2 separate regions of the Sus scrofa genome follow, and region 1 is linked to region 2. Evidence: chromatin contacts called from public Hi-C data. All regions are on one chromosome and are shown on one strand. Each heading gives the region's core, a stretch centred on a gene start, on an enhancer-like site or on the middle of the called end of the contact. The rest is flanking DNA. Distances are from core to core; before and after follow the strand shown. Region 1 holds the start of GIMAP8 (GTPase IMAP family member 8). Region 2 holds the start of LOC100519177 (GTPase IMAP family member 1).

What was found. Hi-C and Micro-C count contacts between places; a contact is called where the count stands out from the background.
Region 1: a Hi-C map of liver shows a contact between it and region 2, with 2.1 times the contacts expected there. The contact joins the promoter of GIMAP8 here to the promoter of LOC100519177 in region 2. A contact is called at or near these places in 11 of 47 Hi-C or Micro-C datasets (alveolar macrophages, blood, heart right ventricle and 2 more) and 2 of 2 datasets of contacts at active chromatin or transcription factors (alveolar macrophages and skeletal muscle).

The regions. Positions count from the first base shown.
Region 1 is chr18:6,490,928-6,498,091 of Sscrofa11.1, forward strand. It overlaps GIMAP8 (GTPase IMAP family member 8), which reads right to left and starts at 4,470. Exons shown (of 6, transcript XM_021078920.1): 1 at 3,864-4,470; 2 at 3,164-3,364; 3 at 221-881. The coding sequence starts at 3,231.
Region 2 is chr18:6,455,285-6,462,170 of Sscrofa11.1, forward strand. It overlaps LOC100519177 (GTPase IMAP family member 1), which reads left to right and starts at 2,248. Exons shown (of 3, transcript XM_021078917.1): 1 at 2,248-2,393; 2 at 5,142-5,190; 3 at 6,211-6,886. The coding sequence starts at 5,148.

The sequences.
Region 1 (7,164 bases), core at 3,220-5,719, 38 kb after region 2:
GGTGGTAAATAAAAGCAGACCTGGTACGAGGTGGGACGGGAGAGGGGAAGGGTCAAGGCAGGGAAAGTCGCAGGTCCAAAGCTCTAGTCCATGGCCATGAGCATAACTCAAGGACCAAAGGGAAGGCTGGTGAGACCAGTACGGAGAGAGCAGGGGAGAGGGTGAGGGGCTAGGTCATGCCTGGCAAAAGGCCCTTGGACACCTTCACAAGAACTCTCACCTGGAATCCACTGCCTTCGTTTCTCAAGGTCACGTAGTAGGGTCCTTGGTTCTCATCCACCAAACACTTGACTTTGCAGAGGAGCCCCTTCACCTGGGCATCGCACTCACCCTCACGTGCCTTGTTGTTGAAGGCACAGTATCGGCCACCAAAGTGTTGAACCATCTCTCTAAGAGACGTGTCATTCTCAATGTAATTTTTCAGCAAGTCATCCTCCAAATCGTCCTTCCGAGTGAAGACGATAATGACGTGCCTCCGGGCTTCGGGTCCAAACACCTCCTGGATGCCCTGGACTGTCTTTCTGTCCTCCACCTTACAATGGCCGATGGGAATTACCAGAAGCAGGGCGTGGAGGCTGGGAGCGGAGAGCTCCAAGCAGCGCTCAATGTTGCGTTGCTTGTCATTGTCACAAGCCATTGAGGAGAAAAGGTCAGGGGTGTCGATGACCACAACCTCCCTCCCCTGCGTGGCCCCCCTCTCCCTCTGGCACGTTTTAGTCACCATCTGATCACTGAATTTTGAGTTAAACACATATTTGCCCAGAATAGTGTTTCCTGTGGCACTTTTCCCTGAGCCACGTTTCCCTAAGAGAAGCAGCCTCAGTTCCAACACGGAGCCCCCCTGCTCTGCCTCTCTGTCCTGACACAGGCTTCCACTGGTCCTGTTGGGACAAAAAAAAAGGCAACACGTCAATGTTGAACTCACAAAAACAGACCGGACAGAGGAAGTGCAAAAACCTTCTCTCTCTGACTCTAGCTTTTCCCTAAATATTGAGAAAACCCAAGTGCTACACTCAGACCAGACTGAGACAAGGAATCCTGTTTCCCAGACTCTTCTCTTTGCTCCTGTCTCTGAAATAAGCCCATGTCGGTAAAATGACAAATACTGTTGCTTGGCTCCACACACCCCTTTCTCTATATACATCACTCACTCTATGAGCTGGAGGAAAGCAACTCTCTCTGTGACACACAGAACCGTGTTCCCCACAAGGGGTCCTGGGATCTGTGACCGCGTTCGTTACCTTACATGGTAAAAGGGCTTTGTTCATGTGACCAAGGCTCTTGAGGTGGAGTGGCAATCTTGGGTCATCCAGGGGCACCCAATATAAGAGGGTCTTAGAAAAGGGAGGTAGGAAAGTCAGAGTGAGAAGGAGATGTGAGAACAGAAGCAGAGGTCAGGGACAGAGAGAGGCTTGCCAATGCAACGCTGCTGGCCTTAAAGATGGAGGGAGGGGCCGCAAGCCAAGGAGAACGCAGGCATCTCTAGAAGCCAGAAAAGGCAAGAAAATGGATTCTCCATGGAGCCCTCAGTAGGATCACAACCCTGCCCAACACCTTGATTTTAGGACTTTTGACCTCCAGAAATAGAACAAGCCTGTGAGGGGAGTGCCCATTGTGGCTCAGCTGTAAATGAACCTGACTAGTATCCATGAGGACGCAGGTTCGATCCCTGGCCTCGCTCAGTGGGTTAAGGATCCGGCGTTGCCATGAACTGTGGTGTAGGTCACAGATGAGGCTCGGATCTGGCGTTGCTGTGGCGTAGGCTGGTGGCTACAGCTCTGATTTGACCCCTAGCCGGGGAACCTTCATATGCTGCAGGTGCGGGCCTAAAAAGCAGAAAAAAAAAAAAAAAAAAAAAAGAGTCTGTGAATTCTTAGTAACTAAGGTTGTGGCGATTTGTAACCACAACAAAAGAAAACCAATTACGTGCTCTCCCAGCTTCCCTTCCAAAGAAGGGTGTCCTTGTGAGCCAGTTCTCCCTGATGATAATTTAGGGAATGCTTGCTTGGGCCTTCTGAGAATGCTATTGATTTCCCCATGGTAGGGACAGACTCAAATTGAGAGCTCCTTACATCACCCTTCCCTCTTCTTCATGCATGACATTTCAGTGTGACTGCTGGAATGGCAGCTGATATCACAGGGCGATGAGGTAAAAAGTAAGAAAAAAAAAGTCAATATGCATCATCAAGCTAGGACAGCAAAGTGGGAGTTTCCTAGTGGCTCAGTGGGTTAAAGATCCAGCGTAGTCACTGCAGTGGCTTGGTTCACTGCTCTGGCGTGGGTTTGATCCCTGGTACAGGAACTTCCATATGCTTCAGGAGTGGCCAAAAAAGAAAAAAAAAAAAAAGAGAGACATGCACCCCCATGTTCACTGCAGCGCTATTCACAACAGCCAAGACAGGGAAACAAATGTCCATGACAGATGAATGGATTAAGATGACCTGGTACCTATACACAATGGAATACTACTCAGCCATCAAAAAGAATGAAACAATGCCACTCATAGCAACGTGGATGCAACTAGAGATTTTCATACTAAGTGAAGTAAGTCAGAAAGAGACGGACAAATACTATATGATATCACTTATATGTGGAATCTAAAATATGGCACAAATGAACCTATCTACAAAACAGAAACAGATTCACAGACATGGAGAACAGACATCTGGTTGCTGGGGTTAGGGTGGGGGGAGTGGGAAGGACTAGGAATTAAGGATTGATGGACGCAAACTATTACATCTGCAATGCATGGACAACAAGGTCCTACTGTACAGCATAAGAAACTGCCCCCCCCCCCCCGCGCTGACTTCCCTGGGCTGGGGGCGGGGGGGGGGGGCGCCCAGTGTCACAGCCCAGGAGTCCGGGGATACCTGGGGAGTGGACCCGCCCCCTCCTTTTTTTTTCGGGCCTTCATCTCAACCCTGGGGGGGAGGGCAACCCCTCCCAGACTCGCTTCTTCCTAGAAAGGCAGGTGCAACTCCCCAGGGATGTGACCTCTGTCCCCGCCCCTCAGCCCCCCGCTGGGGAGACCGGCGCTGGAGAAGGAGGGACACCCCTGAAATCAAGCCCTCCAGGTGGCTGTCTCCGCGCCCTGGGTGTCTGCCTTTCCCAGCCTCCTGCCCACGCGTGTAGGCACAGAACCCGCCACCGCGCACACACGTACCTCGGTCCTGTTCCCGGGCCCGTCCCAATTTCAGGACCTCTTCGTTCCGCCCGCGTCCATCTCTCCATCGCTCGGCTGGGCGGCAGCAGCTGCTGGAGCCCCTCAGGCCCACGGGCGCCGCAAAGAGGCTGGAGGAGACGGCAGGGGAGAGGAGAGCAGGGCGGGACCAGCCTCGCCGGGTCAGGGTCTTCCTGAGTGTTTCTGAGGAGGAAGAGAACCAGATTTGCACTGCAGTCGGAGGGGGAAGTTGAGAACTGATGCCAAGATCGCAGGGTGAGAACGTCAGGGTGAGGGCGGTCGGGGTCAGGGCGGGACCGCCCCCACCTACCCCGCGGGCGGGCGGCGGAGAAAGGCTGGTGAGAGGTGGCGCAGAGGCTCCGCTGGGGCTCAGGGGACCGGGCAGCGCCCTGGCCGAGCCTGGGGAGGGTCCCTCGAGAAGGATCTCTGTGCCTGTGCCGAGCACACGAGAGGACCTGCAGGTTGCTTCTTGCTCTGAGAACAGTCTGGGGCCTCTCAAGGCTCCAGCGGCGGGAGGGGGAGCGCCCGCAGCAGGTGCTTCTTCTCCTGCGGGTCCTCGCCTCCACCTCTCAGCCCGGTCCTTTCCCAAGTTGGGAGTGAAAACAGGAGGGCTTTGTTTACCTCCTCGCCCCCACTGCCCGAAGCAGAAGCAGCTGTAGAGCTTCTGCGAACAGCTCCTCACCGCCTTGGGGGGGCCCTCGCTGAAATCCCCCTCCGGAGTCACCCCGTGGGGCCTCGGACCAGCGCTGCTTCCCAGGCTAAAGATTTCCTTCCCAGGGCAATTGCGCATTTGAAATACTTGAACTTTGATGCTTTCGAAGGGTTCATAAAACGAAACCCTTTGGGGGAGCCATAAGCCTTTAAAAGCTTTCTGTTTCAGGAGGAAGTTAAACACCAAGACCTTATTTTATTTTCCAGTGGTTACAACGCTTAACATTGAATTTGCCATATTAGCCATTTTTAGGTGCACAGCTCAGCAGTGGCAGGTAGAGTCACATGGTGCAAAAAGCTCCAGAATTTTCCATCCCGTAGCCTGAAGCGCTGGACCCCGTCAATAAGAGTCCTCCTCCCCAGCCCCTGGTAACCATCCGCTACTCTCTGTTTCTAGGATTTTGATGACTTGAGGTACTTTAGACCGCGTTTGCCCTTTCAAGGCTGGCTTTTTCTGCTTATTTATGTCTTCCACAGGCTGGGTCTTTGAAATGTCTGAGGTGGGGCTGAGCTTCCAGAGACATCCACCCCCACCTCCTGGGGAAGGAGGAGCTGTGGGGGCCCCCACCTGGGCTTTGAGGGGCTGCTCCGTCCTGTGTGGTCCCCCCACCCCCAACCAATGGGCTGGTCTTCAAGGGCTAGGGTGACACAGCCAGACTTGGAGGGGAAAGGGACAAAGGTTGTCCTATCCCCCGCCCCACTTACCCCCTTTGTAATGAGGACCCGGGGTCAGGAAGAATCCCCATCCTCTACAGGGCACTAGGTCAGTTCATGTAAAATTAACTCATTGAAACAAGCGTGAGTTCCCGATGTGGCTCAGCGATAACGACTAGACATGAGGATGTGAATTCAGTCCCTGGCCTTGCTCAGTGGGATCATGATCCAGCATTGCTGTGGCTGTGGTGTAGACTGGCAGCTGTAGCTTCCATTCAACCCCTAGCCTGGGAACTTCCGTATGCTGCGGGTGCAACCCTAAGAAAAGAAAAGAAAAAAGACAAAAAAAGAGAAAAAAAGAAAAGAAAAGAAAAAAAACAACACAACAAAAACCAGACAAAATCCTGCCACTCAGTCAGTCAACCATCCCCGCTTGTGTCACTCTCAGAAGTGGAGGTCAGTTCAGGGCAGGGTCACAGGCCCAGTGGGATGTCATTTCTCCCAAAACAGAGGAGATAGTAAACTGGCTTCAAGAAATACTTGCTCCTTCTTAGAAGATAGGTGAAGCTTTGGGGAGCACTCAGGAAATCCAGAGCTTCAAATGATTTAGCAAGTTGACTATTTGCTGAGTCAACCGTTTGTGTAAAAAAAAAAAAAAAAAAAAAAAAAAATCCATCAGCTTTTGGAGAATTGACTCTGTGGGGACTGCCACAGATTCTGGTTGGGCCCTGATCTAGGGAAGGATGGGGCTTCCCTGCCCCCTAGTGGCTCTGTGGGTAATGACAAGGACAGCAAAACCACTCCCCTGGGGGCTGGCTGCAGGGTTTCTGCCAGTAAAACACCCCTCCTCACCTCTCCTTCCCAGATTCTCACAGGGGGTGGGAAGGAGAGGGGCTGGATTTCCAGAAATGGAATAAGCCAGGAAGGCGCAAGTTCTGCAGGTAAGGAGGAAACTCCCAGAACCAGACACAGAGGACCAAGGACTCCAGACACATCCCTGACTTAAGGAGCTCAATCGAAAAGACAGGAAAAGAGACTAAACCTACAGATGTGGAAGTGTACATGCACTGCCATAGAGATGGGTTCAGGTGAGCAAAGAGGAAGCCTGTCAACCCTGCAAAGTGGAGAAACAACCAAGTGGGAAGCAAACTTATCAACAAGCCCAGAAACCAGCTGTTTACTGCGGCAGGTTCTGACGGTACTGGAGGAGCTTAGCAGGCACAGTGGAGGAAGAAGCTACGCTGGGGAGCTGAAGCCTACCTGCAGTCTTGAGAGGCATATAGAAATGCAGAGGGACAATGGCAAATGCCACGAGCATCCAGGGTGATGACAGCAGTCTGGGCATGTGGGGGAAAGGGGATCAGGCTGGGGACCAGTTAAAGGCTACTGCCATAGTCCAAGCTAGAAATGAGGCCATGAACTAAAATAGTGACTGTGAAAATGGAGTGGAAGAAGGAACAATTCATGATACATTTAGGAGATAGAAAGAGCACAAAACTAAGAAAGACTCCCTCAGGGTTGCTATGGCAAGCGTTCGAGTTGCCACATCAAAGGGAGTGCTACTCACAGCGTTGACATTTCTTATTTTGGGAAAAAAATATATATGTTGTTTTATTTCAAAGATAGGACATGTGTGTTTACTACAGTTTTTGGCAGATGGCAGTAAAAGTGTCGTGTAACTAAATTTGTCCATTTTGACAGCTTCCTGATGGAATTCAGAGTCCTTGTTTGTTACATATTTACTATTAAGAAATAATGTGCTGGAGTTCTCTTGTGGTGAGGTGGGTTAAGAATCCGGCGTTGTCACTGCTGCGGCTCAGGTCACTGCTGTGGCACAGGTTCGATCCCTGGCCTGGGAACTTCTGCATGTAGCAGGTGCAGCCAGAAAGGAAAAAAAAAAGAGGAAAAAAAAGAATATGCCTATTTATAAACACTTAAGAAGAGACACCATTTTTTCATTCATGTGAAGGCTAGTGGTCTCCCAGGGCTGACACCTTGTGGGGTGTTTGGGATCATAGCATTTTCTAGTGGGCTTTGTGGAGAGGGGGTGTGAGAGGCTGGGGTTTGGGGATCAAAACAAGCCCTTCAGTTTGGGGACCCTGCGACTGAGACCCTGGAGGCAGGGTGGAGAGAGAAATCCAGAAGGTTATGACGGAGCCCTCTTTCCCATGTTATGCATGCCCACCCTCCCCATGAAAACGACTAAAACGAAACAGGATGAAGATGTTTAAACCTTTTAAAAACATCCAAGAAGCCAGTGGCAATAAGGAAGTATAAGTCAAAGCAAAAACCTGGACCTGTGAGGCATGCTTTCCCCCAAGAGCAGGCAGCCACCCTACAAGAGGAGAACCTGGGTGTGGAAGCCTCTTAGGCAGAGGGCAAGAAATTGAAGGGGGGCGGGCAGGGGAAGTGAGGGGGCGGGGCATGGGGAGGGGAAGTGAGGGGCGGGGCATGGGGAGGGGCGGGGCGATATCAAACCACCTGCGCAGACAAAGGCAGCGAGGCAAGGAAGGCTGTTCTGGCTCTGAAAACCCACTCACAAACGTAGACTCAGCCACGCAAAACAAAACACACACTCACAACCACACACAACACAATAAACCACACAGCACCCAAAG
Region 2 (6,886 bases), core at 998-3,497:
CTGTGAGTCTCCAAACACATCAGGGCCTTATTCGGATTAGGCGCAATAGTCAGCACGTCTGACTTCAACATGAATGGAACAAAATAAACTCTAAACAGGGAATCGGTGTGTATGGAAGTTGCAATCTTTCAAAACCCTAACAATGGCCGTTCTCAAAGGGGCTAATAAACAACTGAGAAACCTCATTTTCCCCCCATTGTCAAAACTAGAAGGCCATCCACTGGCACTTAGTAAGCCTGACAACTGGGTGTAATACCAACCGGGACACACAGATTAAAGGAGAGATTAGAGAAAGAGACATTCAAAGAGAACACTTCTAGAACTATTGTCATGCAGGTGATGGTGTGCATGCCCAAGGTTGCAGACGCTGAGGTGCAACATCAGACATGCTACACAGCAGGAGAGCTAGACCTCACTAGTCGCGAAACAAATATGCAACAATAGGAGATCAGGCCCCAGAAAAGCATAATCCAGAGTGGCTACACTATATAATCTAAATTGCCCAGTTTTTAGTGCTACAAAACATACAAAGAAACAGGAATCTATGACCCGGCCCCGCCCCAACCCGACAGGTAACATATACTGCCTGTCAGAGGGCCTGGATGCTGGATTTGAAGACAAGGCTTCCAAATAGCAATTGTAAATATATTTAAAGGATAGAACACAGACCCCAGAAATAAGTCCATGTATATGTGGTCAATTAATTTACTACAAATAAGTCAAGAATACATAATGAGGAAAGAAGAGTCTCTTCAATAAATGGTGTTGGGAATATTGGATAGCCACGTGCAAAACAATCAGACTGGACTCTTGTCACACACCATACACAAAAATCAACTCAAAACAGACTAAGACGGGAACTTATGACTTAAAACCATTAAACTCCTAGAAGAAAACACAGGGGGTAGGTTCCTCGACATTAGTTTTGGCAACAATTTTTCTTTTTCCTTTTTTTTGACACCAAAAGCACAAGAAACAAAGGCAAAAGTCAATAAGTGAGAGGACTTCGCATCATGGCTCAGCAGAAACAAATCTGACTAGCATCCATGAGGACACAGGTTCAATCCCTGGCCTTGCTCAGTGGGTTAAAGATTCAGCATTGCTGTGAGCTGTGGTGTAAGTTGCAGATGTGGCTGAGATCTGGAGTGGCTGTGGCTGTGGTGTAGGCTGGTGGCTACAGCTCCAATTCAACCCCTAGCCTGGGAACTGCTATATGCCGAGGGTGTGTCTCTAAAATTACTAAAAAAAAAAAAAAAAAAAGAAGAAATGAGACTACATAAAACTAAAAAGTTTCCTCAGAACAGCAAAAAGAACATTCAGCAAAATGAAAAGGCAATTCATAGAATGAGAGAAAATATTTGTAAATCATATATCTAACAAGAGGTAACATTTCAACGTATACAGGGAATCCATACAACTTTGTAGCCAAAAAACCACACACACACAAAAAAAAAACAAACCAAAAAAATCCAATTTAAATGGGCAGATGACCTGAATAGACATTTTCACAAAGAAGACATACAAATGGCCAACAAGTAAGTGAAAAACTTCTCAACATGAATCATCAAGAAAATATGAATCAAAACCACCATGAAAAATTGCCTTATACCTGTTAGAACGGTCGTCATCAAAAAGACAAGAGGTAACGAGTGTTGGAAAGGACGTGGAGAAAAGGGACCATTTGGGTGCAGTTAGTGGAACTGTAAACTGGTGCAGTCACTATGGAACACCGCATGACGGTTCCTCCAAAAATTAAACCGAGAGCTACGATGTGATCCAGCACTTCCACTTGGAGGTACCTACCCCAGGGAAGTGAAAACAGGATCTCCAAACGATATCTGCACTCCTGTGTTTACAGCAGCGTTATTCACAATAGCCCAGGTATGGAAGCAACCTAAGGGTCTATCCATGGACCCCGAAGGCCTTTACTAAGTGAAATAAGTCAGAGGCCAGCAGCCAGCTGCAGCTCCAATTTGGAAAAAAAAAAAAAAAAAAGGTAAAAAGAGGCCAGAAAGAATATCAGGCTTCTTCCCCTCAGAGGTTATAGCGCCAGTTGGGGATGAGATGCTGGTGTCACAGGAAACTGGGAAACATCACCATAGCCCAAAGCCCGGGGTGGCGCGGGGGGGGGGGGGGGGGCGGAAAGAGGGGGGGGATGCGCAGTGACAGCATCCCAGCATCCCGTGGGGCCCTTAGCTCGGAGGCCGATGCCTCTGTCTCTTTAAGTGATCAGCACAGGGCCCTCCCTCCCCGAGCTCAGAGGTCTGAGAGGCACAGAGACTTCCTCCCGGTTTGGGAGGAAGAGTCAGCTCCACCTACAGTCGCAAGGCAGGAAGTAGGTCAGGAGCTGCTCAAAGCCGACTTGAGAGCCTGTCACCAATTCTGCAGGAAAGGTGAGCCCACGGGAAAGGGAGCCGTCCTGGGGGCCAGGGTGCGCGTGCGTGCGTGAGTGTGCGCGCGTGACCTGTGAGGAAGGGGAAGAGCTGTGCCTGTCGATGCTCGCCCCGTGAGTCGCTCCATTCTAATGGGCGTGAGAAAGGGGCGCGGGATCCAGGCACAGTCACTTCCCAGGTCCAGGTTTGTAAGGATGTTGAGTTGCAAACAGAGGAAGTTCAGTAGACGTGTATTCCCTACTCCCTGAATAAATAAGAAAGGTGTTTGTTTTCTAGAACTACTGCAGGGAACAAAACACACTTTAGAAAGCAACAAACCCTCCCCACATGCATATGGAGCGAAGGCCAAATAGATTCCTGGGGAAACAAATCTAACCTCAGAACAAGTTCTGAAGTAGAAATTCTGTCTCTATCTGAGCTGAACCCTGCTAAAACACTCACCCTCCTTAGCACGGGCCACAGTCGTGTCCCGGAGACGGCTGAGTTTATCAACACAGTTTCCCACCCCACCGCACGCCCTTGAACATCTGCCCCCCAAGTCCAGGGCTCTATGGGCTGCTGTGCCATCTTAATTTCTACATCTCATTTACGTAATGAAGGGATGGGATTAGGGTTACTGATTCAAACCCTCAGGCCATGGACCAAATGACTTAGAATTATTTGGCATGGCAGGTACTTCCTTTTATTAAATACAGATATGTGAATAAAAATCCCTAGGAAATAGACATCTTTAATAAGTCCCTAAAGAATTCCAAAATATGCCAGATTCAGGAAATGCAGGACTAGCAAAATAAACTTTGATCCCTTGGCATTTTAAGAGAAAGGATTCTACAAGTTTTATATTTTCCAATAATACACGTCTTTGTAAGCCCAGATTTCAGCTGTTAAGAACATCAGAAGAACTCTTCAAGTTTCATTCCAAACTTTGGGGGAAGTTCCGAAGGGCTTACCCAAGGGATCCCCTGTAGCTTGTCTTCATTTCCACCTTTGACCAGAACATCTTGCTTTAGCTAAATTGTTCCTCTTTGCTTTGAATCTTTTCTCTTCAGAGTGGGGATGAGGGGCAGAGGTTGCCTTTTGTTATTGAAATACAGTGGATTTACAATGTTGTAATAATTTCTGCTGTACAGCAAAGTGATTCAGATATACATAAGAATACATAGTATATATTATAATATAATGTATAATATATATAATCTTTTCCATTATGGTTTATGTTAGGATATTGAATATAGTTCCCTATGCTATACAATAGGACTTCGTTTATTCTTCCATTTGTAAAAGGGCATCTACTCACCCCAAACTCCCAGTCTTTCCCTCCCCTCTTCCCCTCCCCCTCCCCCTTCTCCCTTGGCAATTCAAGTTTGTTCTTGAAGTCTAAGAGTCAGTTTCTGTTTCATAGATAGATTCATTTGTGTCCTATTTGAGATCCCACATATAAGTTATATCACATGGTGTTTGTCTTTCCCCTTCTGATTTATTTCACTTAGGATGAGAATCTCTAGTTCCAGCCATGCTGCTGCAAATGGAATTATTTCATTCTTTTTTATTTGCTTTGAGTCTCGTTGGTTGTTTCCTCATTTCTTCTCGGGGTCAGTTAAGGGAGTTTGTTGGTTGCTATTTACAAAATAACGCCTCACACGATGTGATTTGCCCCTGGGGTGAACTTCGCTGAAGACTTGGTGGGATGAAGGGGGGTTACTGCAGAAACAGGAAGACCTTCGGATTGAGTTCTAGGCACACCTGTCACTAGACCTCTGGCCAAGCTCTGCCTCTGATTTCCTTTGTGTGTGCTGCCAACGGGGGATGATGAGAAGAGGTGGGATTGGAAGTGGATGGGGACGCACAGACAGGACTCTGGAGAAATGGGGGGGGTGAAAGGTCGCGGGAGTGACACCACAGTGGGGGCTGGGAAAGACCCTGAAACCTGCTGTTTGTGGAGCAGCCGAGGGGGGAGAGGATTCGTTGGGAATGAGGCTGGAGAAGCAGATGGAGGAGAGAGAGGAGGTGCTTGTGTTCGGGTGCTCCTGTGGTCAGGCCACCTTGACCGCAGAGTGGGGGCCTGTATTCGGTGATGTTTGATTGGTTGCAATCCATTCCATTTGAAAAGCCTTCGATGTGGGGGCAAGATCATCAGGGGTCGGAGGGGAGCTTCCCAGTCTCCCCCTCTTTAGACACATTAGGACCAGCCAAACGCTGGGCTTCTCTGAGAAGCCGTTTGGGGAATATGTCTGTTTTCCAGTGTCCAAAACCAAAATGCCCATTTTCTTTTTGTTAGTTCCCAGGCCAACAAGCTTAAGCTGGGTCCCTGACACGCTGAGCAAGGAAGTGTTCTTGTTCTCAGGGTTTTGCACAGTCTCCCCCAGCTGCTCACTCTCCTGGGAAAATGCAATGGCTCAGCCGATGTCACTGGCATAGAATTCCCCAGAAAAAACTTCTCTCTAGAGCTTTCTCATTGACACAGAGCAAGTGTTATATCCTCCTGTCTGCTCTTTGCACTCGGAGGTCCTGAAGACAAAACCAGGCTCAGCGAATATTCTCACAGGGTCATTCCAACCCTGACCTGGCTCCTCCAATGTCTTCCCCAAATTCTGATGCTCAGGGGAGGGCAGGAACTATGACCTTGTCACTGTGGTGTCCCCAGCTCTTTGGAATTAGATTGAAGCATTGTAGGTAGTTACACCTATTTGATGAATGAGCGAATAAATAAGTGAATGAACCAACAAATTGTGTTTGGGACTCTTTCAGTTAATCATGAGAAGACAGAAGACAGCACGAAATGAAGAAAATCCCCATGGTAAGAACATATCTCATAATGCGTATCTGCCCCCAGCTGTGAGCTCTGGGTAATAAGGAAAGGGGCTAAGTCAAGACTCAAGAACAGAGAGAAGCCCCAGAGGTATCTCGATGCCAGGATAAATCAGCAAGGGCCTTGGGTTGGCATTTGACCGAGATCTCTGTCCCTGCCCTGCTGTGAAATATTAAGTTATTTGTGTCATCCGCACCTCCATTCCTAACGTAAAACGAAGAAAGTACACCTGCTGTTATCTCCACAGAAGGGGACGTGGATGGCATCAAAGCATGTGCTAGAGGACACAGGGCTCCCCAGGTCGAAGGTGTCAGGGAACAAGGATGGAGGGTTGAGCAGGTATCTCATTGGGCAGCAGGTTTAAGAGAGAGGAGACAGAGGAGGAGGAGAAGGAGGAGGGAGGGGGAGGAGGGGGAGGAGGGAGGGCAGGAGAGATGCTCTCCTCTCACCCTCTGCAGCCCAGTGAGGACAGCGCTATGTTCTCTATTGGTCTCCTTTGTGCAGAGGAGCTTTCACACTGAGGCGATGCCGCTTCCCAGGGGGACACGGCTGGCAGGGGGTGGGGCTGTGATCCAGACCCGGGGCGTGGGACTCCAGAGAGCCCTGGCTGCCAGGCCCACTGCCCCTCCTGCCTTTCTGCGGTGGGAGGGTGTCTGGGAAGGCATGGCCGAGGCCACTGAGGCTGTCGCCTGGGGACCAGCTCTGCGCAGGGTGGCGGATGACAGATATGGTCAGAGGGCGGGGCGCCTGTGTGACAGAGGGGCGTCCTCCCGAGGAAGCCTCACCAGCTGGGGGCGCCCCTGCAGGGACAGGTGTGGCGCCAGAGAGGGGAGCAATGCACGAGGAACGCTGTCCCTCTCCCGAGCTGAGGGCTCCTAAAGGTTCGGTCCGAAAAGCCAAAGGTGGGGGGCCCCTGTTCCCCTTTGTTCCAAAGGAGTCCAGGCGACCCACGTGCCAGGCGGCGCGCGCTGCTTTAAGGCCCGGACTGACAGATCATTGGTCTCGCAGGTTCTGAGGACCTCCAGGCGGCCCTGCAGGAGCCCAGGCTGCGGCTCCTCCTGGCCGGGAGGACGGGGGCGGGGAAGAGCTCCACGGGAAACAGCATCCTGGGCCGGAAGCACTTTGACTCCAGGCTCAGGGCCACGTCGGTGACCCGAAGCTGTGCCGTGGCGAGCGGCAGGTGGGCGGAGTGGGACGTGGATGTCCTTGACACCCCGGACCTTTTCAGCTCCGAAGTCGCCCGGACAGACCCCGACTGCAAGGAGAGAGGCCGCTGCTACCTGCTCGCAGCCCCCGGGCCCCACGCCCTGCTCCTGGTGACCCAGCTGGGCCGCTTCACGGCCCAGGACCAGCAGGCCTGGAGGGGGGTGAAGGCGCTGTTCGGGGACGGGGTCTCGGCGCACACGATCGTGGTCTTCACCCGCAAGGAGGACCTGGCGGAGGGCTCCCTGCAGGACTACGTGCGCGACAGCGAGAACCAGGCGCTCAGGCAGCTGGTGGCCGAGTGCGGGGGCCGCGTCTGCGCCTTTAACAACCGCGCCACGGGTCCCGAGCAGGAGGCGCAGGTGACGGAGCTGCTGAGGCTGGTGGAGGATCTGGTGAGGGACCGCGGCGGCGCCCCCTACACCAACGACGTGTACCACCTGGCGCAGGCCCTGGGCGGCGTGAGCCCGGAGGAGAGGCT